Regions from separate parts of the Mus musculus genome. Here all the other regions are linked to region 1. Evidence: chromatin contacts called from public Hi-C, HiChIP or PLAC-seq and promoter capture Hi-C data. All regions are on one chromosome and are shown on one strand. The core of a region is the stretch at or near the end of the contact, and the rest is flanking DNA. Distances in the headings are between cores, read along the strand shown.

Region 1 (2,657 bases), core at 84-2,583:
GCCCTCACCTCCGAGGCCCGGGATTCTAGCAGCATTGGCTTCAGTTGGCCAGGTCTAGGGCTCTCTCACTGATCCTGCACCTGTCTGCCTGCCTCCGGAGGGTCTCCGGGCCTGGCCAGTGTTGTTAAGAAACAGACTTCCAGGGCAACCACCTCTGAGGCCCTGTGGACTCCAGCTCTTAAAGACAGCACCAATAGCCTACTAAGCCTGTGTGTGAGGCACACTGTGCGGGTGTTTTCAACCGGAACTCCATCGGGTGTTGTGTGCAGTGAGTGTTGTGAAATATAACTCTGCAAGACAGTATTCTTGGTGGCCCGAGGCAAGGTGCACCCCTGAGAAATTACACTGTGCAACAGTTCTGGTATAAAGGGGGTTTACTGGGAGAAGAGGACTAGAGGCTGGCAAGTGGCTATGTAGACAGACAGATGGGAATGAAGCCAGGGGAGGGGGGAAGGGGGCCAAAGGACTGGAGTGGGGTGGGGGTCTTTTTATCTGTGGCACATACCTGTCGTACGTGGGGGGCGGGGCAGGTGATGCCTTAAGCAATTGCTAGGTCCCTGAGGGCAGGTCAGCAGAGTCTCCTGTGAGCGAAGTCTAGAAAGGATTTCACTGTAGAAAAAAGAGGGACAGTAACACTTGAACTGCATTCCAGTTGTACCTGTCCAGTTGTTTCCAAGTCATAAACTACCACAGTCTTTTGCTTCCACCAGAGTTCAGCATATAGTAGATATTCAATAAATGTCTAGGGAACACCGGTCTAGCAGATAGCCTTGCAAGGGGAACTCAGCTGCTGCCTGCCAAGATGCTACCGCTTCCCAAGGAACCCTCTCTAGCCAATGACCATAACAGCAAGTACCACTATTGAGCACCTACTATGCGAGGAATCCCGTGCCTATCGTAGTAAGGCTGTAATACCTGCTTTACAGAAAAGAAACAGACTCGGAAAGACGGACCGTCACACAAAAAAGCTACACCCAGCATCCCAGCCACTAAGGATACTGTCTTGGAAACCAGGTGACTCTAAACCAGGTTCTTGGTTCCTTTAACTTGGGCACCCCTCCAGCAAGCATTCCCGAGTCTCTTTGGATTCCTCCATTAGCCACACTCACTTTATCCCCTCTCCCCATGCTCACAAGAGCCCTGGTGCAGAGATGACTCCATACCCCGACGCAGTTCCGCATGCAGCCACCGGGTGGCGAGATGTTCTCAGCCTGACCTTGCAATACGGCCATGTGTCACCAGATGGTGCCCGAGGACGCGGCTCTGTGGGCAGGGCCCGGACAAGGTGGAGCCCTGTCGGCTTACTGGTCCCAGTCCCATCCTCGCTACTCCAGCACACGTGACCTCCGCCGCCGCTGCTAACCTGCACCATGGCTCAGCCCGTCCCTCGGCTATCTATCCCAGCCGCACTGGCCCTGGGCTCGGCCGCGCTGGGCGCCGCCTTCGCTACTGGTCTCTTGCTGGGTGAGCTGGGCTGGGCTGCTGCAGTCCGGGGAATGGGAGGAGGGCGCGGAGAAGAGCCGGAGAACCCGGTCAGAAATGCAGGCCCTGACTCGGCACCCTCTCCCCGGCAGGGAAACGGTGGCCTCCATGGGGGTCCAGGCGGCAAGAGCGCCTGCTGCCACCTGAGGACAATCCCCTGTGGCAGTATCTGCTGAGCCGCTCCATGAGAGAGCACCCGGCGCTGCGGAGCCTGCGACTGGTCAGTAGGACTGGGACCGAGAACCGGCTCCCCACTTCCAGCGTGGTGGACCTCACGTGGCTGTGTGACCTTGAGCTAGGCAGAAACCCTCTCTGGGCTTCCGGGTTCCCTGAGACCTGTCCCCTCTAGGCCACACCCGCCACCGAGCCCCTGAATGATTCAAAACCTCAGGGGGGAGGTGGGGGGGGTGACTGGTATGAATGGCACCTCCCTCTCCCCACACAGCTGACCCTGGAGCAGCCGCAGGGGGATTCCATGATGACCTGTGAACAGGCCCAGCTTCTGGCCAACCTGGCGCGGCTCATTAAGGCCAAGAAAGCTCTGGATCTGGGTAGGAACACGCAGCCATGGTCTCTGGAAACCAGGGTCACAGGGCAGCCCTGCACCCTGAACTGAGCTTGACAGTGTCCCCTTCCACAGGTACTTTCACGGGCTACTCGGCCCTGGCCCTAGCCTTGGCGCTTCCGGAGGCTGGCCGCGTGGTGACCTGCGAGGTTGACGCAGAGCCCCCGAAGCTGGGACGGCCCATGTGGAAGCAGGTGAGAGCCCCACACCTGCGGCCGTTCGGGCTCCGGCTCGGGGGCGTGCCGGCCTGACCGGCCTCCTTCCGCAGGCAGAAGTGGAGCAGAAGATCGACCTTCGGCTGCAGCCCGCCCTGCAGACATTGGGTGAGCACCAGTGCGGGAGGGACCCAGACAGCACTGTCCAACCCCGGGGAACAAAACTGGCGACCCTGAGCAGCCCGCTGAGACCCTAGCTCAGCCAGCGGCACATGCCCTCTGTCCCTGTTAAGATGAGCTCCTAGCGGCGGGCGAGGCCGGAACCTTCGACATAGCCGTGGTGGACGCGGACAAAGAGAACTGTACCGCCTACTACGAGCGCTGTCTGCAGCTCCTACGTCCCGGAGGCGTGCTCGCTGTACTCAGAGTAAGGACTAGCTAAGGCAAAACTGCTG
Region 2 (2,657 bases), core at 92-2,591, 930 kb before region 1:
AGGCACTAGAGGTTTGTGAGCAAAATAGGCAGAAATACTACCAGCCTTGCAACTAGTACAGAATTGGGAAAATACAGAAATCAAAAACACCTCCTTCACTATCCTACTAAAATCAGTTACAGACTCAATGTGGAGCCCAGTAAAATGTGCTAGCTCTTGTATAGGTTTTCTGTACACACTGCCATGGCTTCTGTGTCTTAAAAGAGCACAGACTTACTGTTTGAATGTTAGCCATTTGTAAACAGGTCCTGGTAGGTGAAATCAAGCTGCTTCTTTTGGATGCTGTGAGGAGTAGAAATGCTTGGAGTTGCCCCTGCCCTGTCTCTCCTGCATTTCTTTCTTTCCATCATCAAAGTGCACTCCCATCTCAGCCCTCTTCATCGCATCACCTCCTGTCCCTGTGACTTTCTCTGAGTCCCTCTACCCAGTGACTGTGTTTATACCAGGCCCATGTGAACAGCCAGAGCTCTTCGAGCTTTGACTGATGGCCTAGAGGCACAATGCTTTCTTGCTCGTTTCACCATTCCATGGTGAAAGACAACAAAACATTCGAGAATCAAAGATCACAAGAATGTTCAAGGTCTGGGTTTCCAAGAGTAAGTAAGATGATGTACTGGAAATGTGTACTGCTATTATTATACCGTTGTTACAATTATCCAGTGATACAATTATCATAGTTGAGCCCACGTCTTCGACTATACAAACCATTGCAATGTCCAGAACTCTCTTCCCACTACTTAAATTACAATCTACTTTGTAAGTCCCTGCCTTGTTCATTCTCTCTGCCTCCTCAGCTAGGAGTGATGCTGTTTTCTTCCCTTCCAACCTCCAGTAATGTAAGCACCAACCATTTAAGACTATGTTATTATCATTGTCATTATTATTATTAGCCACACACACACACACCCATGTATTGTGAGGAAGGCAGAGATGTTTGTCCTATTGCTTACTTAGCACAGAGATGAGGCCACAGTAGATCATTTTTTTTAGATCACTAAGTGACTAAGTGGACTGGTTCCAGAGTTTAGTCCTCAGGGGTCTGCATGAAAAGCACAGTTCCAATGTCACATTCAAGGGGAGCCAGCTGTGAGCTTCCTCATTCCCCTACTACACTGCACTCTGACTTCCAAAATGAAAGCAATCCCCATCTTTCCCAGACATCATGTACAAGATGATGCCCTCCCAACCAGGATGAGGACGGCTTCTGGCCTCCATCTGTGTGCCAAGTAGCACAAGTGTCTGCTATACACCCTGAGGAAGGCAAACAGGACACAGAATAGAACAAAGAGCTCACACCAGTCAAAGCCAGTTTGAGCCAGTCCGCACTGCTCTGAGAACTCCACCCCCCCTCCCTCCCAGCTGGCAAGAGGACAAGAAGAAGATCACTGACTTCAATCTTTGGCCTCCTAACCACGAAAGGACTTGTGAAGGTGAACGGTTTGCAGACGAAGGGGGATATAAAAGAGACAAAACCAGGATAAAAATTAAATAAAAAGTAGCTGTCTTAAACTGTAATTGCAGTCCTCTGCTGAGCACGCTTGCAGATATATAAATGTGATTTACCATCAGCTTGCAACTACAAATCAGGTCTTGAGAAACACTTGTGCTATGAAATTGTTTAATCTCATCAAGCTCTGCTTTCACAGCAAGCCATAAATCACGGAGTCTTTGTTATCATAGACCTCCACCAGCGCCTCTCTGGCAGGCCATGGATCGTGGGTATATATAATCTTGACTGCACAAACACTGGGGTCGACGCAGGCTGAAATACTTTCATAATAGCCACTGTGCAGCTGCTGGAACACAAGCCCATGATGGATATCTCATTTCCTACAGTCGGCATCTATTTCGAGCAAATTATTACCACATAAATTTCTTGTCAACAGAAACGGCCAATTAATTAAGTTAAAAATTTACTTGTGATCACATCTACAAACCAAATAGAACGGCAAGGCAATTTTCCAGTTACTGAATATACTGCAGGTCAGTTTAATGAATAATTTTTAACTTTGTCATAAACTCAAAGACAGGCTAATATCTCCAGAAAACTGAATGGAGACCAGCTGCCGACAGATTTACACAAAATATATTTATGGGGAATTTGATTGCTGACATCTGGGGACAGAAATAAACTTTCTATAATTACAGAGACATCTTTGCCATATATATGGATTTCTTTCACCCAAAAATGCAAATATGTCCTCAGGAAGGGTATATTTATATGTTCAGGCAGGGCTACAATGGGGTTCGATGGCTTTTGGAGAAATCATTGCATTAAATTTCTTTGCTAGTGATGGGTTCAGTATCATAGGGAGAGACAAAATCATGGGCAAAGACCTGTTTATCACTGACCCACACCTGTCCCAACCCCAAATCAGCTCTCTCTCTCTCTCTCTCTCTCTCTCTCTCTCTCTCTCTCCCCCTCTCTCTCTCTCTCTCTCTCTCTCTCCTTCTCTCTCTCCCTCTCTCTCTCTCTCTCCCTCTCTTCCCCCTCTCTCCCCCCTCTCCCTCCCTCTCTCTCTGAGGTGGTACACCACTTGGCACATGTCCAGCAGTGTAAGCAGCACTCAGAGGCTTTGTCAGGTAAGGCAGACGGACATAGCTTCCCCACAGAGCTGTGATGCCCATGAACCAGATCTGCTTGGAAAATCAGGCCA
Region 3 (2,657 bases), core at 74-2,573, 920 kb after region 1:
AGCCTGGAGCAAGTGTGACATTAGCCAGGGTACAGTTACGAGACTAGTCTCTCTATCTCTTTTCCCATTTCAGAAGTGGGCTACAAAGATCGATAAATAGCTAGGGGCAGGCAGAAAAGTGTGGACTGGCAAAGAACGCCCTAGCCTTCCCCTCAGGCAGGGGCTGCAGATCCCAGATTCCACAGGCCTCTCACAGCAGCTCCATCTTGCTTCCTGCCAGAAGGAGGGGCAGAGGAGGAGGCCCCCCAAATCTGGAAAGGCCCCAGTGAAAGAAAGCCATTTGACAGCAGTAAAGATGGATAGACAGCTTCATGGAAGGAATAAAATGACGGCCATGGGGTCAGGCAGAGGGCAAGCAGGGCTCCTGGTTATGAATTACTGTCTAAAGGTGCTAAGAGTCCCCGGAGGTGTGAGCAAAATGCCCCGAAGGAAAGGAGGCGGCGACAGAGAGAGGAAGAAGCCAAGCAGTTGGGTAGAAGCGACAGACACCAGGATCCCAGGGGAGGGTTGGGCAGGTGGGTCTCAGGGGACAGAAGTATTAGAAAGGCGAGCAGCCCGGTGCAAATAAGAATCCTTGGAAGTTAGGGCAGGGAGACCATAAGAGAAACCACCCACAGGTTGGAGAGGAGAGGCCTAAAAAGGAGCTAAGAGCAAGGTACTCAACGCAAGTGACGCGAGCCTGCCCAGGGGAGGGACCGTGAGACAACCTAACGACCATTTCTTGGGCGCCTACTACGGGCACACACACCCTAGGCACTTCACAACTAAAAGCTCGCTGACTCTTCACAGCACAGCCCCAAGGCAGGATTTCTCACACAAGTGTCCCATTTTATAGATGAGGAAACTGAGGTCCCCGACAGGCTCAGTGGCTTGCTCAAGGTCACAGCCCAGAGAAATCGGCATTCGAAACCACGGCACCTGCCCTGGAGTCCACCCGACGCTCCAAGCGCCTGCGAATGCAAGCAGCGAGGCGGACCGGGACCCTGGGGACTTCTCCCGCCCGCGCTCCCGTCCCAGGCCCGGCGCGCTCACCCGGACGAGGTTGCTGACGGCCGCCTGCACGGCGGCTACGGGCGCGGTGAGGTCAGGAATGGCTTTGCCGTCCACCTCGCCCTCCTCGTGCATAATCACCAGGTGCGAGATCTGCTGCGCCACCGGCTCCAGGATGCTCTCGATCGTACGCGTGTGAAACACCGGCATCGCGGCGGCTAGCGGGGCGGCGTACCGCGGGCAACAGAAAACTGGGATCCGTAGGGCCGGGAGCCGGCGGCGAGTGACTGACTCGGAGCGGCGACTAGAGTCCGGGCTTCCCTCGGCGTAACTAGCCCCACAGGCGCCCCGCCCTCTCACGTCGCCGCGCCCAATGGTAACGCAACTCAGAGCCGGACTGTGGCTCCTATTGGTCTTACTTCGATAAGCTCCGCCCCCAAGGCAGAGCCGCTAAGGTCCCGCCCCGCCCCCATTCCCAAGGGAGGGGCCTGGGATTGGGGCTGCGCCGCAGGGATTGCGACCGGATTCCCGAACCCTCTCGCGGGGCGCTCCTTATAAGGGCATAGTGGGAGCGGAGCGAGCGACTGCACTGGACTGGCCCCGCCCCCAGGAGCCGCCTCCCGCCTCAGAGTGGCGGAGCTCCGCCCCTCCGCAGGATCACCTCAGTAGGGCGGGATATCCTCACCTCAGGCAGCGCCAGAGAGAGGGGACCTCGGCTTCCCCCGGTCTCCCCGCAGGGTGCTCCCCTTTACCGTCACCGGACGCAGTCAGAACACTGTTCCGTCACCTCCCAGTAATTCACGAGGAAGTAAAAAGATCCAGACAACAAAAACACACCGAGAAACATGAGTACCCATTGATTTGTACTATCTGCCCTCGGATAGTCACAGTTAAGTTTGGTGTGGCACTTTCTAGACCTCCGTGTACACGTTCACTTGCAAATACGTGTTTTCTAAATAAATAGGAACGTTTCCGTAGAACTAGAGACTTAATGAAATTTACCTGCTAATCTTTCGCTTTTGGTGAGTAGAAGTCTGTCTGCCACCTTCTGTTTTAGCGACTGGTATCCCATTTTTGCAAATCTACTTAGGTCTGGTTCCGTTGCTAAAATGTTTGCCTAGAATGTAAGAAGCCCTAGGTTTGATTCCCAGCACTACGCAAAATCAGCCTTGATAGAGTGGGCCCGTATACCAGCAGCACTAGGGAAGTGGATCAGGGGTTCAAGGTCATACTCCACTACAAAGAAAGTTTGAGGCCATCCTGGAGGGGTAGTCCTTTTGTGGTTGTGATGAGCATCTATTTGTAGTTACAACAGCACTCCAGAGGCAGGGTTAGGAGGATCATTTGAGGAAGGAGTTCCAAGCCAGTCTGAGCAACATGACAAGACCCCCATCTCAAAAAAAAAAAAAAAGTGAAATGAAAATTCAAAAGTGGATACTTTTTAACAAGTCTGTAAGTAGGGCCAAATTGCCCAATCCCCTCACCACATTTAAGACATCTGCATGTTTTCCTAACCTCAAGTTCTCTTGCCCAAGCTTCCTCATTCTGAGAGGAAACACATTCATTAATGCCTTCAAATGAAAGATCCTCAAGTCAAAGAAAAATGTTTCTCAGGATGTCACATTTTGCAGAAGGCCAAGCCACATGTTGTCTTACCCAGCTCTAAA
Region 4 (2,657 bases), core at 45-2,544, 780 kb after region 1:
CGAGAAAGCACAAGCAACATTGGCTTTTCCAAGTTATCAATTAGAATATACAAGCTGCTCAAAACTCAAACTCAGTGAGTTAAGCCATTGGTGAAACATACCATTAAGTGTATGCCACAGAGAATATTTATCTGAGATGATTCAGCAGATAAAGGCATGTGCAGAGCATCATAACTGGGTTCAATCCCCAGGACCCAGAAGGCAGGAGAACCAATTTCTAGCAAGTTGTCCTTTGGCCTCAGCAAACATGAAATGTGGCACAGAGCGGTACACATATTTAAATGTAAAACAAAAACAAACCAGTAAAATAGTTTAAGCTTCATGTGTAAAAGAAAACTGGAAAGTCAAAAGTTTAAAGCTGATTACAAATCACACTCTTTAAATAGTGTGTGTACCTACTGCATATAGAAGTCACTTTAAGAGCTTCTAATTTGTAGCTTTGTACTGTAATATACATAGCAAAGAAGGATGAGTCAGAGGCCCTGAGTGTGAGATGGGCTCTATGAACTTTTTTTGTTTGTTTGGTTGGTTGGTTGGTTTTGGGGTTTTTTTTTGGGGGGGGGGTGCTCCAGACAGTTTCTCTGTGTAGCCTTGGCTGTCCTGGAACTCACTCTGTAGACCAGGCTTGCATGGAGGAATGCCTGACGTTTGGATTTATTCCTCAACTAAGAGCAGCTTAGATGATGTCAGAAGCAACAATAAGAAAATGTAAACAGAAAGTCATTATCATTTTCTTTAAACATGTTATTTTCATCTATAACAAAATCCAAAGAAAACCAATGCCTCATTTGTTTCAGAGTATATTACAATGGGAAGTTAAAAGTTGTGGGACCAAATCTCACCTCTGATATTTAGTAACTATTAAACTGCCATTTTCCCTAGAGAAATAAATTAACCTCTTTGGACTTCAATTCTCACAACAGTGTGAAACAAATACCAGACTCCATCTTTGTAAGTACCTCACCAAGCACTGACAATCTGGAGTCTAAAACATGTCTGGTGAGTTTCCAATAAACCTATAAGCAACTCTGAATCACCATTTCCAAGCTTATCTGGCTCATCCTAAGGACTGTGATTGCTTTCACAACCAACGCCAAGGTTTGCAGGAAATACCAGCTGTAGGCGGGAACACTTACAACTGCTCTAGGAATCTGCACTCAGCCCTCTCCCTACCCTACCCTTCTCCAAATCCCATGCCCTCCAGTCTTTCCAAGCAGTCCTAGAGGAATAAGTGTGAAAGAATCTGTATTAATCTAATTTAAAGAAGCAACATAATGCCCAAAGAGAGGCATGTAACTTCTTCCCAGCACTTGGGAGGCAGTGTTAAAAAGGCTCTAAATTCAAGGCCAGCCTGGTCTCCTAAGAACTTACAGGCAAGCCAGAGAAACACAGTAAGGACTCTTATCTGAAGGAGAATGTTTAAAAAGGCAAGATAACGGCAAACAAGGAAACAGTTAAACACGCCCACATCCGACTTGATATTTATAAGATGCCGTCAAGTCTTCTCCAGAATGCAGGCAAGCTTCACAAAGAACTATAGTCAAAGGGGTCAGATGTGTGTGAAGGGACGTGGCACCGTCAGGGAAAGGAATGATGGTGCACAGCTCCTTGTCTGTGAGCACAGAAATCTACTTCTCTACAAAGCATCCTTCAGCTAGGGTGGGTGGTGGTATACCCCAACATGCAGCACCTGAGAGGCTGAGCAAGGAGTATCCATGCAAATTCAAAGCCAACCTGGGCCACACTAGGAGCTCAAAACTACCCTCAGCCACCTGGAAAGACCCTGTCTCAAGTAAACAAACAAACAAAAAACAGATGGAGCCCAATCCCAGGACCCATACAATAGGAGAGAACTGATTCCCACAAGTTATCCTTGGACCTCCACAGGCATGCTATGGTGTGCGTACACACACATACAATATCAATCTCTCTCTCCCATTCTCTCTCTCTCTCTCTCGCTCTCGCTCTCTCATTTAATTGGAAAGAGAAAAGAAATCCTTAGGATATTCAAGCATAGGAATGAACTCATCCAAAGTCAATTCATTGTATCATCTAGAAAACCTATTCCCCTATCCACCCATTAAAAAAAAAAAGACAAATCCTTTCCTTTGTGTTACTTAAAATACTATTTAATTCTAAACATTTAGTACTTACTGGATGTAATAACAAACCTGTGCTTTAATAGCAGCTCAAATCTAAACAGTCCAATTATTTTATTTATATATATATACATATACATATATATATATATATATATATATATATATATATATATATATTTACAAGAGGGTTAAGTAACAGACAAGTCCAAGTGGAGTTTGTTAATGTATGCTTTAATGGGCCTTCACATGCTATCCCAAACCTAAAATACACTAACCAGTTCATTGTGAGTGTGTCAAAACAGAGACTTAGTCACAAGTAGAAGGCTGCCTTACCTTTATGACATAACAGCTTAAACTTCAACTATACTAAGAACTAAAATTGGTAAGATCTCAGCTGTGCTGAGGAAAAACAATCTTGAAAACTGTTTTAAAAGGACTTAAGACTTCTTTAATCATGGCTCTAGGCCAAGAATGTGTTCAAATCTCTAATGTGGTTAACTTCAAAGACAGCACACGAGCACTGTTTATTTGTCAAAGAGATAACTTTCTTGTATT
Region 5 (2,657 bases), core at 50-2,549, 760 kb after region 1:
AAGGACGCGTATCTAAAATGGTCTAAGTGACTGATTGTGTGGGAGTGCCCAGCTCACTGTGGGCAGTGCCACCAGGGCTGGTAGCCCTGGGTGCTATAAGAAAGCACCTGAGCAAGCCACGAGGAGCAAGTCAGTAAGCTGTACCCCTCCATAGCATCTCATTAGTTCCTACACCAAGTTCCTTCAATGAGGGACTGTGATCAGGACATGTAAGACGAAATAAACCCTTTCCTCCCCAAGTTATTTGTGGTTGTAGTATTTTATCACAGTGACAGAAACCCCAAGACAAACATTAATCCAAATAACATCTTAAGGAATAAAAACGCTATTCTAGTTACAAAAAAGAATGGTAAATGCCAAGGTTGAGTTTAGGGGACAGCATGGACAAAAAAGGACAGCACAGTAATGATTCTTTGTAGTGAACTGAGTATAGTACCAACTGTGGGGACAGACAAACCTGGACATGAGAAAACTTTATGTTATCACTACCAGCTAAATGTAAAAGAAAAAAAGCAAAGACAAAAGGTGGTAAAAATCCTATAGTCAAATTTGGAGTACTCTACTAACATTGATTTCCTGGATTTGCAAAACAGCATGGTTATGCAAAATGCATCATTGGCAACAACCGAGTGACTCATGTTCTGGGTCACTCTTTTCTTTTGCAATTTCTTAAAAGCCATAAAACATTTAAAAAGATAAAATTCCATTGCATAGGAGAGATAGCTTAGCAGTTACAACTCTTCTGCCAGTGCACCAGGGTTCAACTCCCAGCTCCACATGGCGGCTCACAACCATGAGTAACTCATAAATGTGGTGCACAGATATACATGCAAGCAAAACATCGATACATATAAAATAAATAAAAAAATTTAAAGTTTTACTATGTATATCATAACATTTACAGGAAGATGAATATAGCTGGAAACTATATTATGCAAAGTAACTGAGATTCAAAAAGAAAATACTGCATGTTTTCCCCTCTCATAGAGACTGTAGAATTTCATTTTTATATGTGTATGTATTGTAGTGGCATAAGTCATAAAACTAAAAGAGGGACCATAAAAGAGGAAAGAGGTTGAAAGGGCAGTGTAAGGGGAAATGAAGAGAACAGGACTCTTGAGACATGAAAATGTCCTGGATAGAGACGGTGGTCAACAGGAGGCAGGGATGGGGCCAGGTAGACATGGTGGAGAAAAACTGTGGTGGTTTGAAATGTCCCACCTAGGCTCCAGTATTTGAAGCTGTGGTTTCTAATCAATAGTGCTGTTTGAGGAAGTTATGCAATCTTCAAGAGGCAGCAGCTTGAGGAAGAAGTCCACCACTGGGGCAGGCAGTGCGGATTTATAGCCTTACCCTACTTCAGTTCCCTAGAGGGAATTGCTGAATTGAGAATCCCTGATGTGATTTCTCAGCTTCCTGCTCTGGCAGCCTGCAGCCATGCCTCCCCAACAGTATGTACGCTCCCTCTGGAGTTGTAAGCCAGAATAAACTCTTTGTCCCATAAGTTGTTTGTGGCCATGATGTTTTAGATGAGCAACAGAAAAATAACTAATGTAATCACCAACAAAAGCAAAGTATGTAGGGAGATGCCATTTTCATAAAAACCAAGTCTCAGCTCAAGGAGGAGAAGAGATGGTGTTAATCAGATAGGATGAGAAAGACCACTGACTCGAATTGTCATGGCCAAATTAATTACAGCACACTTTTTTATTTGTGTACATGAGCTGCCTCCCCCTAAGGTGGGGTGCAAGAGAGCAGCATTGGATGTGAGGAAGACAAGGTTTTTATACAGCTCAGGGTTAGGGGGTTTTATTAGGGGTTTGGTGGGCAAAATAGGCAGAGTTACAGGAGCAGAACATAAGTTAGTTCTTCCTGAAGCAAAGACTTGGTTGCAAGGTGAACATAACAAGGTAGTCATTGGTGGCCACATAACCCTATGAAACAAAGTTAAGTTTCAAAAGCAAGATGTGTAAACAACTTTTTAAAATAAAGGCATGGGGGCTGGTGAGATGGCTCAGCAGTTAAGAGCACTGACTGCTCTTCCAAAGGTCCCAGAGTTCAAACCCAGCAACCACATGGTGGCTCACAACCATCCATAACAAGATCTGACGCCCTCTTCTGGTGTGTCCGAAGACAACTACAGTGTACTTACATATAAAAAATAAATAAATCTTAAAATAAATAAATAAAAATAAAATAAAATAAAGGCAGGATTGCAATTCCTGGAACAGGCAGTTCAGAACATTTTGTAGTTAAGGCTACAGGGTGGGACATAACACAGTTCTCGAGAAACAGAGATTCAATCATAAACAGAAATGAACCTAGTTTGGCTTTACTATAAGATCATTTTTAAGCCTAAAATTGAGGTAGACTGGTTCTTCAAAAGTTTATTCTGGAGCCAAATTGGAGAGAGCATATCGGGAACATGGATTTAGGCTCCACCAAGTTCCATGTTCCAACATGGAAGCGAATGTCCGGACGTTTTTATAGTAATGGAACAAAGGCCACAAATCAAAAAAATCACTTTTGGGGGAGAGAGAGAGAGACTGTAGATAGGAGAAGATTAAGACAGGGTTTCTCTGTAGCTCTGGCTGACCTAGAACTCACTATGTAAACCAGACTGGGCTCAAACACAGAGATGTTCTCTGCCTCTACCT
Region 6 (2,657 bases), core at 57-2,556, 740 kb before region 1:
AGGAGAAAACAAGAAATATCTGGAGTGAGGCAGGATGCAGTGGAGAAATCCTGAACATAGAACAGGAGCAGACAGAATCAGCGGTCAAAGAAAGGCTTTTATGGGGTGAGGAAACACACAGAAGGCAGGCACATGAAGAAAGAGATGCCCTGCTTTGCAGAGGCAACGGGGAAAGCTAAACTCAGATCTCCTCCAGGACTGAAGCGTTAAGGGTCTGTGAGAGGAGTCTTTCTTCCCCAAGTTTAGAGTTCCTTAGTTTGAACAAAGGCAAGGAGGCAAATAGGTCAGTATCTTTGGGGTAAACAGGTCCTGGCGTGGCCTTGAACTTGTCCATAGGCTGAGTTCCCTGGTGGTGAGATTTAAAAAAAAAAAAAATCTTTCTTTTAAGCTCCTAGGCTTTTCTCTCAGGTCAGGAGTATAAGGAAGAAATCAGCCATCTTGGAATTTCACCACCTTATTATCTAGTCATGTCTCTCTCTCTCTCTCTCTCTCTCTCTCTCTCTCTCTCTCTCTCTCTCTCTCTCTCTCTCCTTTCTCCTTTCTCTGCCTATCAGCAAATCAGTCTATCTCTTAGTCTCTCTCTCTCTCTTAAAAAAAAAAAAAAACTGCCAGAAGAAAAAAAAAAAAATAGGAAGGGGGTGGAGAGATGACTCAGCGTTTAAGAGCACTGACTGTTCTTCCAGAGGTCCTGAGTTCAATTCCCAGCAACAACATGTTGGCTCACAATCATCTGTAATGGGATCTGATGCCCTCTTCTGGTGTGTCTGAAGACAGTTACAGTATACTCATAAAAATAAATAAGTAAATAAATCTTTAAGAAAGAGAGAGAGAGAGAGAGAGAGAGAGAGAGAGAAACTATTCTGAGCACCCAGGTTTCCACCCCTGACTTTCTATATGCATTTTGTATGGTATCAAAATCTGCAAGAGGCCCAAGTTCATATTCATGCAACAGCAGTGCCTTATCCACACAGCGAAATGCAAATGAGTTCAGACCCCGCTCACTTCTCAGCCATGAGCAAACACAAATGGCTAAGGGAATCCAGGCATGGTTATACTCCTACAACAACAGGCCCCGGGCTCTGCTCAACCACTCAGTAGTACGCCCATGTTCACAGAGAAATTTAATGAGCCTGTATTACTGTGGGGATGGATGCCAAGAAAGTCCAACTATGTACACAAAGGTAAATGAGGAAGCCAAAGGGTTAGGCACTGGGAAAAGGGTAGGAAAGATGGAACAGAGAGAACAATATACACAAACCTAGTCATTTCCCATTCCAGGTCTGGTGGTTAGTCACACATGAACTAAGCCTGAGCTGAAAACTTTGAAGTCAACATCTCCCATGGAAACAAAACAGCAGACACACTTGTTTTGATGTATGGCTGGGTGACATAAATATTACATCACATGACCACAGAGGATGCCAATCAATAGGAATTTTTTTTTTCAACAGCACTAAATGAACCACAGGTTCCTGCTTCTGAATGCTATTGCTTAAATGATTAATAGATGAAGCATTGTTCAAAACCACACTTAAAGTGAAAAACAGTAAACTGTAGAAGTATCATTCATTGCTTAAGTCATTTGCTAGCAAAAATGCCGTACAAATTTACATAGAGCTTCCACTATGATGATTTCCGTGACAGCCAGAGAGAAGGTAGACCTCACACTTTGTGGATGAAGGGGCAGGAAAATAGTTTACCCAACGTGGGATAGGCCATTGTTCTGCTTTGTTTAAACACATATGCCACAGGAACTCTGGATTCAAAAGCCATATTGTGAAACCCTAAAACTTCTCAGGGGTAAATGAATCACCAACCAGGATGAAGAAATCAAGCCTGCGGAAAGACCACAGAGCTGAGCTATGCCATGGCCACATCTCACTCTTCCAAATACAGGGAAGAGTGCTTTTCAAGTCAACAATTAAAATAAAATGAATAAAAAATTTAAGCACATTAGAGAACCAGTCCAGCATTTCACAAGATGATGTAGTGAATTTGTAACGGAGTAGGAACACATTTAAGACCTCTATTGTTCCTGGTGGCTGCCTTTTCTCCAAGTGTGAGCATCTACCAGTCACTGTGTGGATAACTTATAGGTTTTCAAAGGCAATTGTGGCTAGATGTGATTTGGGCTGTGTGCAGGCTCTTGATTCCTGTCCCTCAAGGCAGTATTGTCATAAATACACAAACAAACAGCCTTCTCAGCCCCATCTCTCACATCCTGCCAGCAACACAGACCTGAGACGGGGAGGACATGCTTGGGGGACTGCCAAGGTGGATACACGAGGATTGCTCTTAGAGAAACAAACTTACTGCAAAAACACTGACCCACAACTCAGACTTGGATTGAGTCTGGATGATAGTTGCTACTGGCTTACTGGATCGGATACCTACGAAGGGAGAGTAATCCCAAACACCCCAGCATAGTCACGTAGCCACATTCCCATGACTGAGGTTTGCATTCAGCTTCAAGAGACAAGGACTCTGCTTTTGCTCAGTGGTAATCCTTCTCTCCATGTACACATGTCTATAGCAGTGAGAGGAACACAAATGATGGAATGTATAACATGGGGTCACATAGTAAAACGTGGTCTGCTGCCAAAAGAATCATAGCGGCTGAGCTGACTCCAAGTTGTCTCAGGACCACTGATCTAGAC
Region 7 (2,657 bases), core at 78-2,577, 690 kb after region 1:
TGGATCAGTGATGGTGCACTGGAAAGGGGACCTGCCTCATGCTGCCCCCCCCCGGCCCCCATGACTCTGGGGCCAGGAGCAGAGTAACTCATTTAACAGGTGAGCATGTCAATTTTTGACAGACATCTTTTATTACCTTCATTATTAGTCTCTAAAACACTCCCAATGTTTACATTAAAAAGCAGTTAAGAATACTAGAATGAGATCGTTCTCGAGCAGGCCTTATAAGCACTATGCAGCTTCCATGCCCTACTGTATTCAACTGAATGTCAAGTTATCCATTAAAACAGCAAATGAGATGGGGTTTCTACGGACTGGAGTCACAAAACAGAAGAAAGCTGCAGAGAAAATCGTCACTCTAGTATACTGGCTCAAGGAAACTAACATTTTGGAGTTTTCCAGTAAATTTTAATTTAAATTCAGTAAAAAAAAAATTTTTTTTTAAATTTTTGTTTGGTTGTTTTGTGTTTTTTGAGACAGAAGCCATCTATATAGTTCCAGTTGGCCTGTAACTCACAGAGATCCACCTGCCTCTGCCTCATGAATGCTAGGATTAAAGGCATGGGCCACAATGCCTGGCTTTAGTTGATTCTTAATTAGTAAATTTCTTACTGGTGTGACATGAAGCAACTTCTACTTAAAATGAAGGATACCATGATTATAACCTATAATACATCTCCAATTATTCTCTATGGGGAAATAAGAATTATGAACAGGAAAGCACAGAGAGCCAGGCCATACAAGTTTACTTCCATCTGAGGGCAAGTGCTTTCCATTGTCAATGAAACTAAAGTCGCTGTACTATACGGAAGCAGGGAAGAAAAGTTCTGGTGTGCAAAGAAGGGAGATGTGGGCACACTCAACATCCGTCTGAAGAGAGACGACCTCACGTTGTATAAACTATCTCAGTATAGGAGCAGATATCAGTAATTTGAAAACAATTCAGGAAGTTTAAGCCTCTGAGGAGGGGTAAGACAATTAAAATCTTCACGGGGAACTCAAAGACATTAGTTTCCATGAGAAAGCACTCTTAACTGCCAAGCAGAATTTTCAATTTTCTTTCCTCTTTCTCATCTAAACAAATAATAAATGTAAAACAGCAGTAATTCCGAACAGGTTATACTTATTAAGACCAAATGTTAATAGAATAACACGGGGGAGGGAATCCATAAGCAAATTTTAAGATTCAAAGCTTTGAAATCTTTTACCACAAATGTTCAAGTGAGGTTAAAAAAAAAAAAATCACTGCAATGTCAGTCTGATAAAAGCCAAAGAGCATTCCCACATGTGCTTATATTTAAGGATATTTGAAAAAGATGGAAAAAGTAACAGTCGTTCAAAGTTAAAGTTAGGCTGTTAGTTCATGCGGACTGTAATTAGAGGCATTTCTCTACCTTCTCATGTTATTTTCTTTGATAAAAAGTTGGTTTTAAGCACGTGCTGCTTAGATAAGCCGTTACTCTACTCAAGTGTAAAGTTTTTTAAGGTTTAATTACTCCCATTTATAACTCTGGAGATGGAGGGATTTTTAGCATGTTAGATAATCAAATATACTGTGGAAAAGTACTAAGTATAGATGATTAAAATGATTACTCCTAAATTTACATAAATGACACGTGCATTAGGTTTGAACCTATCATAAAAACATATAACTAAATTCCACTAAACACATTTACAATTTTCGTTAAACAATAAATTGTTTGACATTTACTTTTTAAGCCATGCAAGTAAAAGGAAAAGACTGTAGGAAAGTGATCCTCAGAATGACATGTGGCGACTCCGGGTAAGCACACACGACATCCTATCCATGGGCACCCCCAAAACACAAATTACACGCTCTTCTTGGCTTGCTTTATTGGTTTCCTTTCTCCTCTTGTCTTTATCAAAGCCTGTGATTTAAGTGGGCCAGGGTTTCTCCGATCAGAGACGAGTTCTAGAAATACATGCACTGGATATGGAAAACGGTTGAGGAGCTAATCCTGTTTCTCTGTCAAACTCTAAAAACAAATCACTCATCAGAAACACTCAGGCAGACATCTAAATCCCCATCAAAACACATCATACTGAACTTCCGATTCCAAGTAACTAATAATGTGTCACAGCCAACATTCCTGCTGACAACAACTAGAGAAGCCACATAAATATGAAGTCATATAAATAATAGCACCAAAGAGGTATTAGTATAGCTCTACAGAAGTTAGTACGACTGCAGGAACAGGCAGCGCTCTTTCACACCTGCACTCATCAGTAGCTGGTAACTGGAAGCTGGAAAGAAGTGACCTGACATTTACCAAACCTCACATAGCCGTGTCCAGCAACACATCTCTTGAATTCCGAAAATGAATGGCAAGCTAAGGAGGCTAAAAAAATTAACCTCAAAAACAAATGGTTGTCTTGGGTGGTACCTCACAAAAAAACAAAACAAGCAAACAAACAAGCAAGCAAGCAAGCAAGCATGCAAACAAGCAAGGAAAGGGGATGCAAACCACAATGGGCAAGAAGAGGAAAGCAGCCAGAGAGGACGCCCGAACCATAAGTGACTGTGGACCCTTCAGTCTGCGCCTCCTGCAATACTGTTCTCCCTTTTCTCTATGAGGTTGGTGGAAGGGGGCAGGGTTGAAGATTTGACCATCTCAATAAATCAAAGATTAAACTAG

Evidence for each region. Promoter capture Hi-C pulls out the DNA fragments that hold promoters and counts their contacts. Hi-C and Micro-C count contacts between places; a contact is called where the count stands out from the background. HiChIP or PLAC-seq counts read pairs in DNA pulled down with a chosen protein or histone mark.
Region 2: a promoter capture Hi-C map of the HPC-7 cell line shows a contact between it and region 1, with 16 times the contacts expected there. The contact joins the enhancer-like site here to the promoter of Comtd1 in region 1. A contact is called at or near these places in 7 of 39 promoter capture datasets (the 3T3-L1 cell line, 3T3-L1-derived adipocytes, the C10 cell line and 4 more), 1 of 484 Hi-C or Micro-C datasets (nephron progenitors), 2 of 115 datasets of contacts at active chromatin or transcription factors (acute myeloid leukemia and astrocytes) and 3 of 9 other capture datasets (adipose tissue, embryonic stem cells and embryonic trunk).
Region 3: a promoter capture Hi-C map of pre-B cells shows a contact between it and region 1, with 8 times the contacts expected there. The contact joins the promoter of Vcl here to the promoter of Comtd1 in region 1. A contact is called at or near these places in 2 of 39 promoter capture datasets (hippocampal neurons and pre-B cells), 1 of 484 Hi-C or Micro-C datasets (embryonic stem cells), 2 of 115 datasets of contacts at active chromatin or transcription factors (astrocytes and pancreatic cancer cells) and 1 of 9 other capture datasets (adipose tissue).
Region 4: a promoter capture Hi-C map of the 3T3-L1 cell line shows a contact between it and region 1, with 4 times the contacts expected there. The contact joins the enhancer-like site here to the promoter of Comtd1 in region 1. A contact is called at or near these places in 7 of 39 promoter capture datasets (the 3T3-L1 cell line, the SN4741 cell line, cranial neural crest and 4 more), 1 of 15 datasets of contacts at CTCF or cohesin (embryonic stem cells), 5 of 484 Hi-C or Micro-C datasets (the Ba/F3 cell line, the G1E-ER4 cell line, embryonic stem cells and 1 more), 10 of 115 datasets of contacts at active chromatin or transcription factors (astrocytes, craniofacial prominence, embryonic forebrain and 5 more) and 3 of 9 other capture datasets (embryonic stem cells, embryonic trunk and liver).
Region 5: an H3K27ac HiChIP or PLAC-seq map of trophoblast stem cells shows a contact between it and region 1, with 6 times the contacts expected there. The contact joins the enhancer-like site here to the promoter of Comtd1 in region 1. A contact is called at or near these places in 7 of 39 promoter capture datasets (cranial neural crest, embryonic stem cells, pre-B cells and 1 more), 1 of 15 datasets of contacts at CTCF or cohesin (embryonic stem cells), 4 of 484 Hi-C or Micro-C datasets (the G1E-ER4 cell line, bone marrow-derived macrophages and embryonic stem cells), 12 of 115 datasets of contacts at active chromatin or transcription factors (astrocytes, bone marrow-derived macrophages, embryonic basal ganglia and 7 more) and 2 of 9 other capture datasets (embryonic stem cells and liver).
Region 6: a Hi-C map of uterus shows a contact between it and region 1, with 3 times the contacts expected there. The contact joins the enhancer-like site here to the promoter of Comtd1 in region 1. A contact is called at or near these places in 6 of 39 promoter capture datasets (the 3T3-L1 cell line, the HPC-7 cell line, hippocampal neurons and 1 more), 4 of 484 Hi-C or Micro-C datasets (embryonic limb bud, nephron progenitors and uterus), 3 of 115 datasets of contacts at active chromatin or transcription factors (astrocytes, embryonic forebrain and embryonic stem cells) and 3 of 9 other capture datasets (adipose tissue, embryonic stem cells and embryonic trunk).
Region 7: a contact with region 1 is called in a promoter capture Hi-C map of pre-B cells. The contact joins the enhancer-like site here to the promoter of Comtd1 in region 1. A contact is called at or near these places in 7 of 39 promoter capture datasets (the C10 cell line, HPC-7-derived erythroid cells, cranial neural crest and 4 more) and 4 of 115 datasets of contacts at active chromatin or transcription factors (T-cell acute lymphoblastic leukemia, acute myeloid leukemia, bone marrow-derived macrophages and 1 more).

Annotation. Positions count from the first base shown.
Region 1 is chr14:21,847,586-21,850,242 of GRCm38.p6, reverse strand. Comtd1 (catechol-O-methyltransferase domain containing 1) reads left to right here and starts at 1,333. Exons shown (of 7, transcript NM_026965.2): 1 at 1,333-1,464; 2 at 1,575-1,702; 3 at 1,928-2,033; 4 at 2,123-2,241; 5 at 2,316-2,370; 6 at 2,496-2,629. The coding sequence starts at 1,371. It overlaps A430057M04Rik (RIKEN cDNA A430057M04 gene), which reads right to left. Exons shown (of 3, transcript NM_176925.3): 1 at 1,164-2,657; 2 at 506-609. The coding sequence starts at 1,372.
Region 2 is chr14:22,782,510-22,785,166 of GRCm38.p6, reverse strand. The region is part of intron 5 of Lrmda (leucine rich melanocyte differentiation associated); the gene reads right to left. The region is part of intron 1 of Gm30926 (a long non-coding RNA gene); the gene reads left to right. Among named protein-coding and RNA genes, the nearest start is that of Gm30926, 18 kb to the left of the region's middle. Within about 2 kb of position 1,341, at least 60 of the 459 cell types and tissues checked have an H3K27ac peak or open chromatin away from gene starts, as enhancers often do. A contact at or near this core is called in the HPC-7 cell line, adipose tissue, liver and 1 more, where this site is marked.
Region 3 is chr14:20,928,064-20,930,720 of GRCm38.p6, reverse strand. Vcl (vinculin) reads right to left here and starts at 1,323. Exons shown (of 21, transcript NM_009502.5): 1 at 1,033-1,323. The coding sequence starts at 1,200.
Region 4 is chr14:21,064,453-21,067,109 of GRCm38.p6, reverse strand. The region is part of intron 1 of Adk (adenosine kinase); the gene reads right to left. Among named protein-coding and RNA genes, the nearest start is that of Adk, 13 kb to the right of the region's middle. Within about 2 kb of position 1,294, at least 52 of the 459 cell types and tissues checked have an H3K27ac peak or open chromatin away from gene starts, as enhancers often do. A contact at or near this core is called in the G1E-ER4 cell line and hippocampal neurons, where this site is marked.
Region 5 is chr14:21,089,228-21,091,884 of GRCm38.p6, reverse strand. All of the region lies in intron 1 of Adk (adenosine kinase), which reads right to left. Among named protein-coding and RNA genes, the nearest start is that of Adk, 38 kb to the right of the region's middle. Within about 2 kb of position 1,299, at least 60 of the 459 cell types and tissues checked have an H3K27ac peak or open chromatin away from gene starts, as enhancers often do. A contact at or near this core is called in the G1E-ER4 cell line, bone marrow-derived macrophages and trophoblast stem cells, where this site is marked.
Region 6 is chr14:22,586,565-22,589,221 of GRCm38.p6, reverse strand. All of the region lies in intron 4 of Lrmda (leucine rich melanocyte differentiation associated), which reads right to left. Among named protein-coding and RNA genes, the nearest start is that of 4930405A10Rik, 45 kb to the right of the region's middle. Within about 2 kb of position 1,306, at least 56 of the 459 cell types and tissues checked have an H3K27ac peak or open chromatin away from gene starts, as enhancers often do. A contact at or near this core is called in uterus, where this site is marked.
Region 7 is chr14:21,160,516-21,163,172 of GRCm38.p6, reverse strand. The region is part of intron 3 of Adk (adenosine kinase); the gene reads right to left. Among named protein-coding and RNA genes, the nearest start is that of Adk, 110 kb to the right of the region's middle. Within about 2 kb of position 1,327, at least 4 of the 459 cell types and tissues checked have an H3K27ac peak or open chromatin away from gene starts, as enhancers often do.